Regions from separate parts of the Mus musculus genome. Here region 2 is linked to region 1. A link is a contact called in public HiChIP or PLAC-seq data. All regions are on one chromosome and are shown on one strand. Each heading gives the region's core, a stretch centred on a gene start, on an enhancer-like site or on the middle of the called end of the contact. The rest is flanking DNA. Distances are from core to core; before and after follow the strand shown. Region 1 holds the start of Prkar2b (protein kinase, cAMP dependent regulatory, type II beta). Region 2 overlaps Prkar2b (protein kinase, cAMP dependent regulatory, type II beta).

Region 1 (2,665 bases), core at 60-2,559:
ATACATCTTAGATTATTGGATCTGCAAAACATTTCGGTAGAGAACTTGACTAATACTGTGTTCCATATGGCCTCATGTGAAGACCACATTTTTCTGAGTTTATTTCTTATACACCACACAATTACAATTTAGAAGTATGTTATTTTAAAAAAAACACACACCAGTATTATTATTATGAGGTTAAGAAACTGAACTTGAGAAATGAATTCCCTTATGAAAAAAAAAGATAAATAAACATTGTAAACAAATGGGTAAGAAGCAATTTTTAAAAAATAAAACGAAATGATATTTTTGATTTCTAGGTTTTGGGTTTCGTGAGTCACATATTTTCCTTATGTGTGGGCAGAAAGGTAAGTGAGAACAACTAAGGAAATAAAATAAAACTCAATAAATAAATAAAACTTAAGAATAAAATAAAACTCAAGTGAGTTTGCACTTGGACTGCTTTACAATGAAATGGGCATCGTAGAAAATAAAGTATGCATATTTATACAGCGTTTAATTTGGCAAAAGATAAATTTTTCTGTTTCAAAATTCTCAGAATAGGCTCGTTTTAAAGACAAGGGTTTTCTTTAAAAAGCACAAATGTGTAGTTCTCTTTTCCTTTTTATTGCTATATTCAAATTTTGGAGATTTAATTGAAGTGACGCAAAGTGTCAGGAAAGGTTTTAAAAATAAGCAACAAGAGGCTAATCAGGTAACACACCCTTAGTTGTCTGTCCAGCTGCCCTGACTACCCTGTATCCTGTCTTGAAGGATCAACTAACTTTGTTAAGTGCTACACAATAAATGCGGCCTTTGTCTCAGTAACCAGTAGGAAATGTACTAAGCAGAGTGTGGCAGAGCATCTGTAAGGCAAACCATCACAGCCACGAGGCTAAAAGGCGGAATTAAAGAAAATTTTGTGACAGACAAGTGGCAGCATCTCTTTTATCCAGAAGAGAACCAGTAGGGCTGTGCGACTAACAAAAGACACCACGCACGTTTCTCTTGGGGTTGGATTCTAGGAAAAGGAAAAGCCACCAAGGTGGAGGCTGAAGTTTCAGCAGGAATTGCGCCGCACCAACTCTGCGTGGGACAGGGAGAAAGGTGCGTGGGATTCGCTCAGGGAGCTCAGGTGGAGCGCGCGGCCTCAGCCCCACGCCCCAGGCTCAGGCTGCCTCCACCCTGGGGCCACTTGAGAGGCGGCAGTGCTCCCGCCCGCCGGGTTGCCATGGTTTCCGGGGATCACGTGGGCGCGCGGGCGGAGGCGGGGCGCCGGGCGGGGGGCGGCGCAGCGGCGGCGGGAGCAGGAGCGGGAGGAGCTGGAGATGCTGCCAACCCTCCCCGGGCTGTGCTCGCTCTGCTGCTGCCGCCGCACGGAGCAGCCTCGCCGGGGGCCCAGTGCGCCGCGCTCGCAGCCGGTAGCGCCCGGGGCGCTCGCTCGGGAGCCGCGCAGCCCGAGACCGGACCGCGGATAGGGGGCGAGGGCGGCGTCCAGGCGCCTCGGCGTGCACGGGCAGGATGAGCATCGAGATCCCCGCGGGGCTCACGGAGCTGCTGCAGGGCTTCACGGTGGAGGTGCTGAGGCACCAGCCCGCCGACCTGCTGGAGTTCGCGCTGCAGCACTTCACGCGGCTGCAGCAGGAGAACGAGCGCAAGGGCGCCGCGCGCTTCGGCCATGAGGGCAGGACCTGGGGGGACGCGGGCGCAGCCGCCGGGGGCGGCATCCCCAGTAAGGGTGTCAACTTCGCCGAGGAGCCCATGCGCTCCGACTCCGAGAACGGCGAGGAGGAGGAGGCCGCGGAAGCAGGGGCGTTCAACGGTGAGGACCGGCCCCCTCGCGCCCTGAGCCCCGGCCGCCGCGTCCGCCTCACTCTCGAACCCCGCCTCGCTCTTGAACCCCGGGCTGAGCTCCCCACCTTCCCCGTGCTCTCCACCTTCCCATTACGCCCACCCCCTCAGCACCCATTTCGGTCGCTCCCACTCGCCCACCTTCCTACTCAGCTCTCTTGTCATGCCCTCCCTTTCTCTGGAGGTGGGGAAAGGAGAGGTTGCGCTCCCGCTGCCCCTCTGTCACCTCTCTTTCCGGGGCGATTTAGGGTGGGCATCTTGCTGGATCGTTAACTTTCCCGTGGTTGGAGATGTCTCAGGCTCCGGGAGTACCATTGTGCATGAAGGGCGCTTGGCGGCCTCTTTTCAGCCCTTTAGATTTATTAATGGAGTGTTCTGGGAGAAAGGGCGAAGCATGTAGGACTCAGTGAGAAGAGTGTGAAATCGGACTCGCTGAGGTAAAACAAATTAACGATAATAGCTGTGACATTCTTGGAATACGAATAATTTATTTTCCAGTTTTTCCAATACCATGTGGTGGCGATATTTTTGGACATATAACAAAGGAGCATATTTAGCCTGATACCTAGGGGGTCTTTGGCATGAGGAAATAGGCCAATGATTTTCTTTCTTTAAAAAAAAAGATACAAAACATATATTGAATGATTTTGATGTTCTTTTTAAAGTGTGTGGAAAAAAAAATAACACCATGGGAAGTTCTAAGAGCTTTGTCAGTTGTCTTAATGAAAAGCCAGCCAGCATCTAAGGACCACGCCAGACACTGAAGCTAGAGAGAATGAATGGGAGAGAAAGGGATTGTTTTAAATAGCTGCTTTTGGCGAGTCCCACCCCT
Region 2 (2,665 bases), core at 100-2,599, 64 kb after region 1:
TCTTTCCCACATACATCGAGCCAGGCAGTGTGCCCTCTCCTTGCTAGGGAACAAGAATACCCAGCCATTCCCTATAGGGTCGTGAGACAAACACATTATACCATGTTTGAAAGAACATAGTATGTTAAGTTATGACAGTGAGTCCTCCCACATCTCTGGAGGAGCACAAAAGGTCCTTTCTGAAATGAATGCATCTAAATTAGCTCTGTGTGGGTGAAAGGTTAAGATCTGCCCGTCGCCCCAATTTGTGGGTGTGTTGGCGGGAGTTTGTTGTGGTAGAGATTAAACTCAGGGCTCCATGGGTACCATGAAGCCCTGTACCATTGTCCCATATCCACAACCCATGACTCTTGATCTGACTTTTAACTTGTGGCTGGGGAGAAGGGGTGGCTTGGAGAAAATAAGGTGAGTTCTAATGAAAGGGAACTGCAGGATGGCTCTGGAGACGGTCAGGCCCACCACAGCAACCTTTCAGAGTTGCACGTGTCATTTGGGTATAGGAGGTCAGTTCTAGTCAGTGAGACAACTGAAGCAGTGCCAAGAATCAGTCACAATACCGACAAGTACTCCAGTGAAACTGATGGTCTAACACAAACACACATTGCCTGATAAAGATACTCACATTAGAAGGGTGTTAAGTAATTAATGACAGGGACACAGTTGATAAGCTGTTTGCAAAATAACAGATTTTTTTCCACCTAAATTCCAAGTTGTTTTGGTTAGGGGATAGTGGCCAGCGGTTTGGAAACCAGAAGTTGATAAGATGCTTTCTGTGAACTGAAATTTAATATAACACTATAATGAGTCAGGGGACATAGATCACAAGTCATTGGAGAGCAGAATAAGTTAGATGCTTCGTTTCCTGTTGAGCATGCTGGTCATGTCAGCTTGTCACCTTCACAGTCCCCATGCTCACAGACACCCTCCATTTGGATTAATTTTCTCCTTTGTCATCCTCTGTGAAGTCTGAGAATTTTGATAAAAGGCCCCTGCTTTCCTTTTTGTATTGTATAATTGATAAAGTGGCCCCTCTCCCCATTTGGTTGTCACTCATGGAGACAGAAAATTGCAGAGCCTCGCCTAGAAGAGGTTTTCATCCCCTGTGGAAAGTTGTGGCCTATCCAATTAAAGTGTGTGAGCTATATTAGCTAATGATATATCCTGTGTGTGTGTGTGTGTGTGTGTGTGTGTGTGTGTGTGTGTGTGTGTGTCACAGGCACTATCCATCCAGATATTATTTGACAGATTCTCGACTTCCTGTTTCCTTATCACCAGGCAACGTCTTAGTTATGGTCTGGCTGCCTCTGTGGCTTTCCGGCAGGGAGAGAACTGACTGGTCATGCTGACTTAACACTTCATCCAGGAAGTTACTTACTAAATTGGCATTCTGGCTTTGTGTATCATTGGAGGTTTTTACATATGAGCCTGCTCTCCAGAAGCCCTGTTTCTGCTGGGTTCTGAGACACGCGCTAAAGTCCAGGCATTGTGCTGGTACATTTGCCAAAGTCCTTAGGTCATTTACTAGGATGTGTGACCCTGACCTATTTATGCCCTGGTCTTTTCATCTGTGAAATGGCTGCATTAATAACTATTGTAGGGTTATGGGATTGAGTAAGACAATACAGGTCAGGGATGGTTTTGTTTTTTGTTTTTGTTCTGATTTTTGGTTGAGTGTGGTTGGGTTACTGTATATTTAGGCCTTTAAACAGCATCCCTGACCCAAGTTTACTATATGTCTGTGACCTTCCCCACCCCACTACACTTGGATGATCAAATTGTTTCCAGGTACTAACAGATATCTTCTGTGAAGGGCAAAATGTGGCTGCACAGAGCGGTGCCTGCAGGAAGTAATGGTGGGTTTTATAATAATGATGATAAAGGCACAGAGGAGGATAGACGCCATTCATGATGCTGTCCTGAGACCCTCAGGACCATTTGTGAGCCTGTTACTATGATCATCAATCATTGTTGTCATTATTAGTTTCCTGCTTTCAGTTCCTGTATCTTAGCCAAGATAAACCATATATATAAACTTGAGTAAAATAAAAACATCTGCTCTTAAAAAATGAAAGAGCAGTATTAAATCCTTAGGTATGCAAATGAGAAAATGGTGTCCACGCTTGTGAGTGAGTAGTCCTGTGATGTTGAATGGTGGGGTTAAGTCACATTGGGGTGCTTTCTGCCTCAACACACATCACTCTATTAAGCATAGACAAACAACAATTTAAATTATTTTGAGTAGTCTAACCATAAAATAATGTTTAAAAAGTTGACTTTGTCTAGATATGGTGGTGTATGCCTTTGATCCTAGCACTTGGGAGGCAGAGGCAGGTGGATCTCTTATGTTTGAGGTCAGCCTGATCTACATAATGGGTTCTTGGATGTCAAAGCTACAGAGAGAGACATGGTCCAAAAGACAGACAGACAGACAGACAGACAGACAGATAGATAGATTTCCTCCTAAAAGGAAAAATGTATTCCCCGTAGATGACTATAAAGGAGATACACATAGCCAAAGTATTTGTAAGTTATTCCTTTTTAATAGTTTTGAAACATTTAAATCCTTTCTTTTAAATTGGCGCCCAGCTCTTTCATGTAGCCAGCAAGCCTTTTTATATTCTTTGTAGAACAATGGATGGGTACAGCCTCTTGTAGAAAAATATAC

What was found. HiChIP or PLAC-seq counts read pairs in DNA pulled down with a chosen protein or histone mark.
Region 2: a contact with region 1 is called in an H3K27ac HiChIP or PLAC-seq map of embryonic fibroblasts, with 22 read pairs. The contact joins the enhancer-like site here to the promoter of Prkar2b in region 1. A contact is called at or near these places in 5 of 39 promoter capture datasets (the HPC-7 cell line, hematopoietic stem and progenitor cells, hippocampal neurons and 2 more), 3 of 15 datasets of contacts at CTCF or cohesin (CD8 T cells, the G1E-ER4 cell line and the NIH/3T3 cell line), 20 of 484 Hi-C or Micro-C datasets (the AML12 cell line, CD4 T cells, CD8 T cells and 13 more), 18 of 115 datasets of contacts at active chromatin or transcription factors (the 230-238 cell line, CD8 T cells, DN3 thymocytes and 15 more) and 3 of 9 other capture datasets (adipose tissue, liver and pancreatic islet).

Annotation. Positions count from the first base shown.
Region 1 is chr12:32,059,921-32,062,585 of GRCm38.p6, reverse strand. It overlaps Prkar2b (protein kinase, cAMP dependent regulatory, type II beta), which reads left to right and starts at 1,309. Exons shown (of 11, transcript NM_011158.4): 1 at 1,309-1,804. The coding sequence starts at 1,504. Gm51992 (a long non-coding RNA gene) reads left to right here. Exons shown (of 3, transcript XR_003950224.1): 3 at 303-367.
Region 2 is chr12:31,995,700-31,998,364 of GRCm38.p6, reverse strand. The region is part of intron 2 of Prkar2b (protein kinase, cAMP dependent regulatory, type II beta); the gene reads left to right. Among named protein-coding and RNA genes, the nearest start is that of Hbp1, 47 kb to the right of the region's middle. Within about 2 kb of position 1,349, at least 155 of the 459 cell types and tissues checked have an H3K27ac peak or open chromatin away from gene starts, as enhancers often do. A contact at or near this core is called in the 230-238 cell line, CD8 T cells, the G1E-ER4 cell line and 11 more, where this site is marked.